Linked DNA regions of Oryctolagus cuniculus: regions 1 and 3 are each linked to region 2. The links are chromatin contacts, called in public Hi-C and Micro-C maps. All regions are on one chromosome and are shown on one strand. The core of a region is the stretch at or near the end of the contact, and the rest is flanking DNA. Distances in the headings are between cores, read along the strand shown. Region 1 has its middle 360 kb from the start of SPRY2. Region 2 has its middle 170 kb from the start of SPRY2. Region 3 holds the start of SPRY2 (sprouty RTK signaling antagonist 2).

What was found. Hi-C and Micro-C count contacts between places; a contact is called where the count stands out from the background.
Region 1: a contact with region 2 is called in a Hi-C map of embryonic fibroblasts, with 2.2 times the contacts expected there. The contact joins two enhancer-like sites. A contact is called at or near these places in 2 of 6 Hi-C or Micro-C datasets (embryonic fibroblasts and skin fibroblasts).
Region 3: a contact with region 2 is called in a Micro-C map of ear pinna, with 4 times the contacts expected there. The contact joins the promoter of SPRY2 here to the enhancer-like site in region 2. A contact is called at or near these places in 3 of 6 Hi-C or Micro-C datasets (ear pinna, psoas muscle and skin fibroblasts).

What each region holds. Positions count from the first base shown.
Region 1 is chr9:32,282,323-32,286,442 of mOryCun1.1, reverse strand. No RefSeq gene overlaps it. Among named protein-coding and RNA genes, the nearest start is that of SPRY2, 360 kb to the right of the region's middle. Within about 2 kb of position 2,197, at least 4 of the 8 cell types and tissues checked have an H3K27ac peak or open chromatin away from gene starts, as enhancers often do.
Region 2 is chr9:32,092,167-32,096,321 of mOryCun1.1, reverse strand. No RefSeq gene overlaps it. Among named protein-coding and RNA genes, the nearest start is that of SPRY2, 170 kb to the right of the region's middle. Within about 2 kb of position 1,326, at least 7 of the 8 cell types and tissues checked have an H3K27ac peak or open chromatin away from gene starts, as enhancers often do. A contact at or near this core is called in ear pinna, where this site is marked.
Region 3 is chr9:31,924,616-31,928,834 of mOryCun1.1, reverse strand. It overlaps SPRY2 (sprouty RTK signaling antagonist 2), which reads right to left and starts at 1,628. Exons shown (of 2, transcript XM_051849997.2): 1 at 951-1,628.

The DNA.
Region 1 (4,120 bases), core at 948-3,447, 190 kb before region 2:
TGTTTCTAGAGCCTCATGCATGTTTTCCATCCACTAATTACACCTGGCAGGAAGCCAGGTGGCCAGGTATTCTCAAACACATGTGAGAGATCTCTCTGCTACTCAGCTCTCCCCCTGTAACTTTCAGGATCTAGCCCCAGAAAGTGAAATTGATATCTTTGTGGCAGCCTGCATACCCTGTCACCCACCTCCTGCCTATTCCATGGGCAGTGTGTTCCAGTGAAGCAGTAGTTGCCTGGGAACCCCATTCTATTGCATGCATCTTTTCCAGATCAGAATTATCTTCAGTTTTATGATATAATACGTCTTTTAAACATCATCGAAACAACTCCTGCCTTCAGAGTCTTCCACCAGCATTTTCTACTGTCAATTTTTTTAACTCAAGAGAAAAGGAGATTGAAAAAACATCATGCATTTTATTGGAAAGAAAACAGCAAATATCTAAAACCAGATATTAGTTTCTTTTGAGCCTGTGTTCTTCTCTCCATGAATAACAGTTTTATGTTTTTGCTCAGCGTAAGGTAGAAATTTCTCTGTAGTCATTTTTTCCCCTCTAACTCCTACTACTGATGCTTGCTTGTATCATGGTAACTCTTCAAATTTGCTTTATGAATTGGTTATTTATTTTGGGGGTTATTTTCCAAGACTCACAGCATAGGCATAATAAAAGTTTTGGAGGGGGGAAGATGAGGAGGAAAAGGTACAATTTTGAAAGTAGAAGTAACGCAGCTCTTCCTTTTGCAATGACCTTACACAGTGGAAAATAAGATGGCATATACATGTAATTGGTATCATTTGCTGAACCAGCCTACTGAAATGAAAAGCACAGCCTTTTAAAGGCATAATGCATCAGGACTTTCTACACTGCATGTCTGGAATGATCTCTGTGCTCTTTGGAGCTTCAGTGAGCCAATCAATAAGCAAGAGGCTGCTGGTACTCAGAGCAGGATATCCCTGATGACTGCAAACAACCACTGTCTCCAGCTTTGCCTGTGGGATATTCTGGTAAAGGTCAAGTCCATAAAATGAAACATGGCTGGTATGAAAATAAGCTTCTGAAAATAATTTGTCACACTAAGAGGTAAACCATTAATTTCATGCTTCAGAACTTTCTAATTTTGTTGGCAGTTGCAACTTTAGTTCTATTTCTTTATGTGACACTTTCAGCCCTCAACATTCTATTCATTTTGCGTCTTCAGGAAAGCACAATTTACTGAGCCTGCCCTGTGATTTTCTGATGTTAAATAAGCTTATATACACTGTGAGGTTTCATGATTTTTTTTAACATGCCTGGAGCACAAAATGGACAGATAGCCTATGCTTATCAGTGCTGAAAATTTTTCTCTCTGATTGTTCTGATTCTTTTCGAATATTTTCAAAAGTCTTTCTCATGTCTTGTGCCACAGTGTGAAGACACTTAGAACTAAGGACGAATGTGTTGGACTTCAGTTTTTTCTGTTGTTGTTACCGGGCAGCATGAACCTCTGCTGAGTTTTTGTAAGTTGAGCTACTCTTTGATTTGTGAGCAAAAGTTTAAAAGGCTAAAAAGGGGGAAATTGGTTCAATATTTCAAGCACAATGAAACATTTCTTTTGTCACTTTATTTCCCTGCTATATTAATTTGTGGTTAGTCACCTTCTTCTCAGTGATCCCCTAGGGAACCCCAAACCTGACTCTCCATGATCTGACACATGAACCTAAACATTTCTCTCAATAAATTACATCTAGCATTCAATAAAACAAAAGTGGCTTCTTTGGAGTCCTGAGGAAGGCTCTGGGCACACATTGGCCGCATCCATCCGGAGGGAGAGGCCGAGGATGCCCTTGGCCCATGCTGGTCTGGGAAGGGGAGACTGGATTCACTCACTGGACCAAACAATGCTGGAACGTTTTTTTCCCTGTCCATTCACTTAAACAATGTGCCATTCTGTACCTCATAAGCACTTAATTTATTCCAACTCTTTGGCTTGACCTGTAATCCCCCTCTCCTTACCCATCTGACCCATCTGTGTTTCATTTCCCACTCATCAGCATCCAAAGGCCTAGGCCCAGGCCCTATTTGGAACCATGCGACAGAGATTGGCACTCTTCCCTCTTCCTGCGCCACATCCTCCGCTGGAAAAAAAAAATGACCATCAGATCAGAGAACAGAGCCTGCTTTGTCCCCCGGAACGGGGATCTGGAAGCATTTTCAATCATTTGCACTCTATACCCACTCAAACGCATTAATGTGATCAACATTGGGCCTGTTGTGGGCATTTTTTCCAGCAAATAGCTTGCTAACATTCCAGGCATGTACTTCCCTGAAAACAAGACTGAGACAGGGCCCTGAATATTCAATTGGAAAATCACCAAAAGCAAAAGCTTAGCTTGGCACGGCTGGTGTTGATTCTTAATAAGTGACTTCCTAAAGCTGAGGCATGGGGCTTACAGCGTCAATGACTTGTTTGAAAAATATTTTGTAGGTGCCTCATACCACTCTATTTCCTGTGGTATGCGTCATATTGTGAGCTATTCCAAGCTAGCCTGGTTAAGCACGCTAACTTTTTCCCCCCTCCAAGATTGTGGTGTTTAACTAAAAATGTCTTTATACAAGATGAGCTCATAGCTATTAGTGCTGATGTAGTTTTAACTGCTTGGATACCAACTGCAGTTGCCTGAAAATGTGCTGAAAAAGAGTAAACCTGAGCAGAAACATTGCTCACCCTGTCTAAAATGGTGGGATGCAGTCCCCCTGGCAGTGTTTCTTCATGGGGAAAAAGTTCCAGATTTAAGTACAATGCATACCTTTCATTTTCATTAAAAAGACTTACTGTTCTTAGTATATTACCAAAGTCAAGGTGCTGAAGACATCTGGAACACTGGAATAAAATTAACCCTTTTTACTGCTTCAGGTATTTTGCAAAATTTGCCAAGGAGCAGAGTTAAGGTCACTGGCAAAAACAAGTGTATCTTTTCAATCAAATCTCCAAAGAGGAAAAAGAAGAGAAATTCAAAGACATGCAATTTTGCCTCTGCAATGAAAATACATGTGAGTAGGATTTGTGTAAAGATCAAACAAGCTCTTTAAGGAGTATCTATAAGCTACCTTGTCAGGCGTGTAGAATTCTAGAGATGGGTAGGGGAACTAATATTATTGAGTGCCTGCCTTATTCTACACACTGCATTTTGGCACTTCTACATTAGATAACGTGTTATTTAGGGCATTTATGATGCAAACATTATTGTTTTCATTTTGCTAACAAGGAAAGAGAACCTCAGCTTGCTTCAGTAAACTCCTCAAGGCTGCACGGTGGATTCACAGCAAGGTCAGTGTGAATACCAAGCTTGCATTCCAACCTCTACTTTGCAACTCCCAGATAAAAGTATTCTGATCTCGGTTATGGCTTCAATTGTCTGTTTGATCAAAGGATGTGTGTTTGTCATGGTGTAGTGGGCTAGAAAGGAGATGAATATAAATCTGTGTCATATTCCTTCCTGCGTTTCTCCAGTGAACAGGTTACAGACAGTGTCTAGTTTGGGGCCGGTACCCAGTGGGAGCTCAGTGGCTATTAAGTGATTAGACATTGTACATGCCATCTCTGAATGATTTGTGTTCCTACAATAGGGCCTTTTATAGCAGAGAAGGGAAGGATTGATACTCTGGACACTGCCTGGGCTGTGTTTGCCTCTTGGGGCAAATGATTTTCCCTGGTGCCAGGAGCAGCTCTGACGTGGCTGCTCTGCCCTTATGTGGCCTGGGGCTTTGAGCTCCAGAGAAAGGGCCTGGCCTCAGCTGGGAAGTGGCCAGAATGCCTCCAGGTAGAGTCAGGAGAGGAGGCCACCACAAGTGTGTCCACCTCCACATTGCTGAGGAAGCAGGAGCATGTCTATGGGAAGTGACCAAGACATTTTCTGAGGCTACTAGCTCCTGGACAAATGCACTGTACAGCTTATAAATAGGAGGAGGAGCCTCTATCCCTTTGCACATTTATGAAGGCACGTAATAAGGTTCTACCCATGAAGGGGAAATGGGGCTTTTGTGTTTGGTATTATCAGTGAATAAATAAGTGATTTGGCTCTGAAGAGCTTACAGGTTACAGAATTATGCACTGAAACTATAAATGATGAATTGATCCTT
Region 2 (4,155 bases), core at 77-2,576:
GGAACAGGAAAAGGATCTATCTTATTCCAGAAGGCAAGCTTAGTATTTGGAGTTCGCTGATCCACTGCTATGCAAATAACTCCAGTGTAGCTTTCACTCTGTTTTAAGTAAAGGGAAGGCAGAAAAAGCATTGTTGGTGAGACACAGTGGAATTACTGTACAGAATGGCTGATTGAGAGGAAATGTGTCTAGTTCCTGTACTCAGAAAAGATAGTGGTCATCAAAAGTAGTTCCAGATGTTCCATGTAAACAAAACACATCTAAATGCAGGTACTGTAGGTGGGGTAGGGTGGGGATCGAGGGAGTGTGAACGGCAGGCCTTCGCTTTTTAATTCATCTGGACTTCGAAAGGTAGTCAGCAAAGCTTATGCATTTGGAAACAGCATTAGTAGGGCTAAGTATATTATAAAAGTTAGAGAATTGGGCAGAATCTCTTCTAGTTCCGTGGAAAATTCTATTAGCAGGTTATTTATTTTAAATAGAAAAGTTAATGTGTTAACCATGAGGATAATAGCATAGTTTTCCCTTCAGGTTTTTACTAGAAACAGATTAAGGATAATTTTTAACAAATAAATACAACTGAAAAATAAAGCAGTCAAACATTCCTCTTAGCATGACCCTATTTTAAAAACTGCCCCGTGTTAATGAAAATTGCAAAACAAGTGTTTTGCAACTTTAAAATTATATGTAAGAAAAAGGTTGGATAACATGACAGGGCCATGATTGCACTAAAATATTGGGTAAAAATAGTAAGAAACACAATTCTACATATGGTTAAGGTCTCAGCAATCTATTTTCAAAGTAGGTTGGAAGAAAATATACTGCAGTGTTAACAATGGTTGCCTTCGAATGATGGTGTCACTGTTGAATTTTTTTAAGTTTTGTATTTCTACTCCCATGTTTCATATACTCCGCATGTTTTATTTTTGTACTCTGTAGGAGGAATAGAGACAACTTTCCATGAAATCATAATAGGGAAATATTCACGTGTTTATTTCATTAGAAGTGACATTCACATACCAAGAATCTGGCAGTTGTCTCTCCTCCCCTTTTCCTTGCTGAATTACTCCAATGATGCCAAGATCTTTTTTATTTCTTCTTAATCTCAATGAGAACTTTACTTTGAAAGAAAGAGCTCTAGTTTTGTTTTCTTATCCCGAAACTTGTGTGTGTGCTTTTTCTGGAGTCCAAAATAAATACCCTTTCCCCAAACTGATTTCAAAGGCTGCAGGAAAACAACCTCATGGGAGCTCCTGGCGAGCACAGTCCCTGTTCCTTTAAGAGTAGCATTCCGCCTCCCCCTCACGCCCACATACTTGTCCTCTCTTTGCACAGCAAGTGCCAAGCAGTGACATCTACTATAGTTTCTGGGACACGATGGTCTCTGCTATACTGGGGAAAAAAGGGAGAGAGCGCGAGAGGAAGAAGGCGGGTGATGAGGGAGAATTCACACAAACCCAGCTATGTTCCCGAGGACGAACTGCTTCCTTGCCGTAATCCTGAGATGCTGTTTATGGTTGTTCTGCTGATAGGAAGCCCAGCTCCATTTCTCTGCGGAGTGGCACCACGCAGCCTCCCTGCTGGCTGTCCATTAATCACGAGGGGGCTGTTACACAGTGTACACAGAGTGGGAGTTCTGCCTACGAGTGGCCTCTAGCTGTCTCCAGCTCAATGAAATGACCCTGTGTGAAAACTTGTTTTATGAGAGATTGGTTTATTTGTAACTAAACTACTTCCTCCGTTATTTGATAAGCTCAAATATTTGCTACTGATAGTCTGAGAGTGTCACATTTATTATCCTGTTTCGGTGGTTGCCTAACTCCTTTGGAACCGACTCTGTTAACCCTTTGAGGGATAACTGTCTTTCAGTGGGCCAGTTCCTAGTTTCTTTCAGCAAGGTCAATGCCATCTTTCAGGCAGTCAGCATTTTTTTAGACCAGCTAGGACATGCCAGTCAAGGAGAAGCCCAGACAGAACACAATGCAGAAACGAAGCCTCTGATCTTGTACTCTCTGAAGCTGCCACGAAAAGGCAGAAAAAGCTATCCTGGTTTACTGACATAGAACTGAGACAATTCTGTGCATATTTTTGGTTCTGAAGTTGCTCCTCTTAAATGTCCTGATGGCGTTCTTCAGGTGGATGGGGTGCGCTCTCCACCAGGCCTACAGCATCTAGCGTTTGGCCACTTTGCCTTTGAGCCTGAGCTCATTTGCATTTGGCAGGACATGATTTCCTGCTTTCTGCCTAAGGGGTGGTGGCGAAAGCCTTTTACAGTACTCCCTCAAAGGGCTCAAGGGGCTTTCTGGACATAGAAAACTGTGTTTCCAAAGAGCAAATGAACAAGAATGAGGCAGATTTCGTTTGAAATAAAAAAGAAACACAGGTTTTGTTACATGCAACACATGTGAAAGAAATCCGCAGGGCAGTCTCTCTCCTGGCAAACCCATACTGAGGCTGTTTATCAGCGCTCTCTCCCATCGGCTACACAGAGCTCTCAGTGAATGCACAGGAGCCTAAGGAAATAACTACTTACGTGTGGCAAAATGTTCCAGCCTTGCGGAGATTTTCCCAAAATCATTAGACCCACCAAAATGCTTTCCATTGGCCAGGCCCACACCTTCTTCATCAGATTTTCCACACTTCCCCAGCCTCCATCTGTGGTTCCTGAGAGCCAGTCATTTGTAGCCGAAAATGTAACCGAGTCTACTCTCCTAAACCAGAGGTCTCCTTGACTATTAAGTGGAAAAGAGAAAGAAAGAAAGAGTTTTCCTCCAGACTCATTTCAAGAACGGTAGAATGTGAGCATTCACAGGTCCACATCCCCAGAAAAGGAAGTGGCGTTAAGGTGACTCTACTCAGAGGTCACAGGGAGATGACATGGAGAGCCTGGCCAAATGGGGCAGGGGTTAAGGGTTAATCGGATGTCTCCACCTTCAGTCTACTGTAGGTCCAGTTCTCAGCAGGTGGCTTCCCCAGGTCACTGCCCTACTGCCCATCAGTGGGACAAAGACTGGTCCTGAGTGATGGCCACAATGCCATCCTCAGTAGATTTATATTCAGACCCAGTCAACTAAGGTGTTAAATAGACCTTGTTTGTTACTTCTCCCATCCCTTCCTTCATCTCCATTTTTTAAAAAGTGTGGCAGAAAACACTTAAAATCTACCATCCTCATAATTTTTAAGTGTAAATATGGTATTGACAACAATAGCACAATGTAGTACATCAAATCTCTATGACTTTTTTATCTTGCATAACTGAAACTTTATACCCATTGAGCTGCAACTCTCTATTTCCTGTCCCACATCCCTTGGCAACCATCATTCTACTTCCTGCTTCCATGAGTCCGTCTACTTTTAATAACTCAAGTAACTAGAATCGCGCATTATTTGTTCTTCTGTGCCTGGCTTATTTCTCTTAGCATAATATCCTAAAGTTCATTCATATTGTAGCATATGACAGGATTTCTTTCTCTTTTATGGCTGAATAATATTCCGTTGAATATATTATATGTATGAATATATTCCACATTTTATTTATCCACCCATCCATCAGTGGACATTTGGATTGTTTTTGGATGTTGGGTCTTAGATATTGTGACATGGGGATGTAAGCATATGTTGGAGAAAAGGCTGTATCCAAAATATGAAGGGGCTTTAAAAAGCTCATGGAAAATGTGTATTATTTTTGAAACTCTGTCATAATAAGGAATTCCTACAACCAAGAGCAAACAAATAAATGACCAAGTTAAAAAATAAGCATAGGGCCGGCGCCGCGGCTCACTAGGCTAATCCTCCACCTAGCGGCGCCGGCACACCGGGTTCTAGTCCCGGTCGGGGCGCCGGATTCTGTCCCGGTTGCCCCTCTTCCAGGCCAGCCCTCTGCTGTGGCCAGGGAGTGCAGTGGAGGATGGCCCAGGTGCTTGGGCCCTGCACGCCATGGGAAACCAGGAAAAGCACCTGGCTCCTGGCTCCTGCCATCGGATCAGCGCGGTGCGCCGGCCGCAGCGCGCTGGCTGCGGCGGCCATTGGAGGGTGAACCAACGGCAAAGGAAGACCTTTCTCTCTGTCTCTCTCTCTCACTGTCCACTCTGCCTGTCAAAAAATAAAAAAAAAAAAAAAAAAAAAATAAGCATAGGACTTCAATAGACATTTCTC
Region 3 (4,219 bases), core at 379-2,878, 170 kb after region 2:
ACAGTGTGTGATCAGACTGAGGATTAGGGGGGGAAAGGACTTCAGCACTTAGGGTGGGGCAAACCGACACAGAAACCGCTTTGTAAAAAAAAAAAGTGCACAAGATCCCAAATTAAACGACAGCGACTACAACATAAACCGGAGAACTTACAAACGAGCCTCATCTGCCACCTACTTTCAGGTCATGCAAAACGATCGCACACACTCGATGACTTTCCTAATGTACTAGGTCAACCCAAGCTCTCCCCTCCACCCCCCCCCCCCCAAAAAAAGCGTGACCCAGGCCGATCACGGGGAACGGAAAAAGGAGAAAGCTGCACTTCCGAACCGCAGAGCCTCGGCGCCAGGCTGGGCGACGCTCCCACCCTCAGTGGGCCAGACTGTCCACAGAGGGCAGCGGCGGGGGCTGCCTGCACCACGCACCCTCGCCCCTTTTCCACCCGCGGGGCCTACTGCCCGCGTGGGGCGAGCACCCCACGCACCCCGGCCCCACCGGCGCCCCCGCCCCGGGACAGGCTCCCCCAGAAAACTTTGCCTCGCAAGGAGGGAGGAACAGGTTAGAAATGCTAGCGCCCGCAACGGCGGCCAGAGAAGCACAAAGTGCTTTCCCTCCGTCTCCCGCTCTCAGCGCCGAATTCGCGGTCGACGCAGGGCTGGGAACAGACCAGGGGAGAGCCGTCCTCCGACCCAAGCCCACAGCGCGCGGGAGCGCAGGGTCGCCGGCTGGGGGACATCGCTCGGGGCGCACACTGCAGCCCCCTCCCAGGCAGGCCGAGCCCAGGTCCTCGGCCAGGGAAATCTGCCGGCAGCTCGCCGGCAACCTGCGGGGTTTGAGAAAGCGAGGCTCGGGGGAGAGGCAGACCCCACTCCCGGTCCAACTGCACCTACTCCATGTTGCCCACACCGCGCCAGCCACGGCGCCAGCAGAGGAAGAGCGAAACGCGCCTCACCGTGATCGCGGCTTTGCACCAACCCCTCTCCCTTGGAGTCTCTTCTTTCTGCGATGTGCAAATAAATCCAGCCCCGATGCAAACTTTTTTTCCCCCCTTTTTTTCCAAACTTTGCTTCAGTCCAACTTTCGAGCAATCGGCGGGAGGAAACAAAACAAAACAGAAAAATACGAGCGAAAAATTCGGAGCCAAGTCCCTCGCCGATGAACAACTCCGGGTTTCAGGGCTGGAGGCGAGCCCCCTTGCAGAAGCGCACGCGGAGTATTTCCTTTTTTTTTTTTTTTTTTCTCAATGAACAAGAGGCCGAAGCGCCAACAGCGAGTCCCCGTTCTTGGCAGATGAGCGAATGAGAAAATAAAGTGGCCTTACAGAAAGACCCTAGAAGCCAGATCGCCAAGGCGTGCGGCCCCGGCCGCGTCGGCGCAGCGGTGGCACGGAGGCGCGGGCGGCCGCGAGCCGGGCCGGGCGGGCGCGGGGGCCTGGGCGCTGCGCGCTCCGCCGGCCCCTCTCCTCCGCTCGCGCTGCGGCGCGCAGCTCTGGGCGGTGCAGACTGGGCGTTGTGGAGGCTCGGCAGCGAGGCCGAGGCGGGGGCGGTGGGTGCCGAGGAGGAGGAGGAAGAGGAGGAGGAGGAGGGGGAGGCGGAGGAGGAGGAGGCGGAGGAGGAGGGGGGTCTGGGGCCCGGCCGGGGGGGCTCGCTGTTGGCCTGCGCCCTCGCCTTTCCGGAGGAGGCAGGGAGTTCTGCGGCGGCCGCGGCAGCAGTAAATGGCGTCATGTGGATCCGAGGCGGAACAGAGCAGTTGTTGTCCCAGAGGATATATCGCATCCGGTCCCAGCTCATTGGCTCCGCGGGGCTACATTCACTCACACTCCAGCGCCCGCCAGCGCGCCGAGCCGCAGGAGGCATTCAAAAGGGCAACCGCGCCGCCCCGCGCGTCCCCGGGCCGCTCCTGCCGTCCCGCGGGGCGCCCGCGGAGCCCGGCTGCGCGCGACGGGGTCGGTTTATCCAGCTTCAAGGAAACACTGACCTTAAGGCCCCCCCCAACCCCCACCCCTGACACCCCCCGAGGCCAGGAGGATGAGCCGGAGGCTCGGACTGATTTATGGAACTTTCTCTCGCCGCCAGAGAGACTGATCGGGGCCGTGCCGCGTTAGCAATGAAAAACAAGTTGCAGGTTTTTAAGACTTCATCCGGAATCCATTTCGAGTCTGCTCGCCCCTCGGCTGCTCCCCCTCTACACGGTGGGGGTGGGGGAAGGGGAGCGGGAAGTGCGGTGGGAGGGCTATTGGTTTATTCTTTGTCTCCCGGATTAACCCGATTATACACCAGGCACCGGCCCCAGCCGCGCCTCCCCCACCTCCGAGCCTTGTACGAGAGGAGCGGAATGCAGATTCGGGTTTCAAGTACCTCCTGCTCAGGCTGGATTGTGGCGACTGGGAGTTTATTAGAATTTTCGTGTTTTAAGGGAGACAGACGGTGGCTGCAGGGAGAGCTCTCTGCGTCGCCGGACGCAGCAGCCGAGGGAGAGGCTGCAGCCTTGCTCTTCAAAGTCAGCTCGGCGATCTCGGGGCGCTGTCGTGGGCTTCCGAGATGGGGGTGGGGGGAGGGCGCTCCCGGCGCGGGTCTCTCCGCGGCCCGGTCAGCAGTCATCTGTCCCTTCCCACCCTTCTCCGGAAGCCCCCACGGCCCGTGCTGAAGGCATTCAGTAGAAAGTCCTATACATATGCACGTGCATTTGCTCAGAAACGTGCCTGCACGTGGGAGCCCCGGTGGCGGATCGAAATGCGCGCACGCACACCTCTAACCGCGCATTCTGAGGACTTAAAGGCGGGGAAGCAGTTGCCTGCTAGGTCGCAGGTCCCGAGCAGCACCTGCACAGCTCTGCCCCACACGGGGGTCCACCATGGCGCTTCGTTCCTCCACGCGACCCCGGGTTCCTGCTGCAGAATGTCCCTGGCGCTCTCCCTGCCTTCTCCATGTTTCTCTAGGGCTCCCTTCCTTCCTCCCCTGGGATTTGGAACCAGAGATGGGCAAGGGCAGGCGCCTACGTCCCCCAACTGCTCTGGGAAGGTCGGACGAGGTTATGTCTGCCCGCGACGCGGCGTCCTTGGGGCCGCGGGGGTGCGACAGCCGGGCCTCTGGCCCGGGCCGCTCGCCACTTGTCCGAGTCTATCCAGTCTGCGGGGAAGAGTGGCGCCTCTGCGCGTGTGGCTCGTCCGGCCACCAGGGGGCGCTCGCCCGGTGCCGGGCCAGGCTCTTTTTTTTCCCCAGAAGTTGTCCGCTGGCGGGGTTGCCTTCCGAAATGCGCATTAGACCTGCTGGTTTAAAAGGAATAAAAAAAAAAAAAAGGTATTTATCCTGTAAACGCCGCTCACGGTGGCTTTCCCTGCGATTCCCTTGGATGCACTCCGTTTTCAGTGTGAGATGAGTTGTCTTGGTTCCGAGAACTGCAGCTGAAACCTAGGGAAAGGGAGCCTGGTTGTGCAAGGCTTGTGTGGGACGAGCAGTCGGTGGCCGGGCCAGCAGATCTGGGGAGCAGAGCAGGTGGCAGAAGCGCCCTCTACGTCTCTGCAAACCCCGGCACCCCGCTAGCGGCTTCTTGGGAGGCGTTTCTGCCCTTGATGTGTTCTCCCAGAGCTGCAGGAACTTTGCGAAGAAGCAGAGTAGTTGCGGATCAAAGCCTTAACACTGAATTTATTCGGACTGGATAGAACACCTTAAGTTTTTATTGAGTCAATAAGGAATAAACTAGGAATTTGTATTTGTCGTGCATAACAAGAGGGAATCCCATGTCATCTAGGTCTCTTTTTCTCCCTCCAACAATCTCCAGTTTGCTGTCGGGGAACTGTTTAACCAATAATGTAAGCACAAGGTAAACACAAGAAACTGTCTAATTGAAAACAAAAAGGAATCTGTTGGACTCTTTCTAATTTGTTCCCTCGTTTTTCAGTGGCATGTAAAAGTATAATGCTAGCATGCCATTCCTCACATTATACTTTCAAAGTTTACATAGGGAGTTACAATCCCAAAGAGGAATTATGGTTGTGTGTAGGCACAATGAAATGTTTAATGCAGCTATTGTGATGTGTTCCTAAATTGATTCTCCCATTACATTCCAAGATTACAACTGAGATTGATTTTGAAAGATACTCCAGAATTATGATAGGATGTTAGGCAAAACCTTAATGCAGCCCATTTTCAAATGTGGACTGTTCTGGAGAGGCGATCTGATGCATGAACAGGTGTTAAAGCTGAGTAGTATCGAATTCGT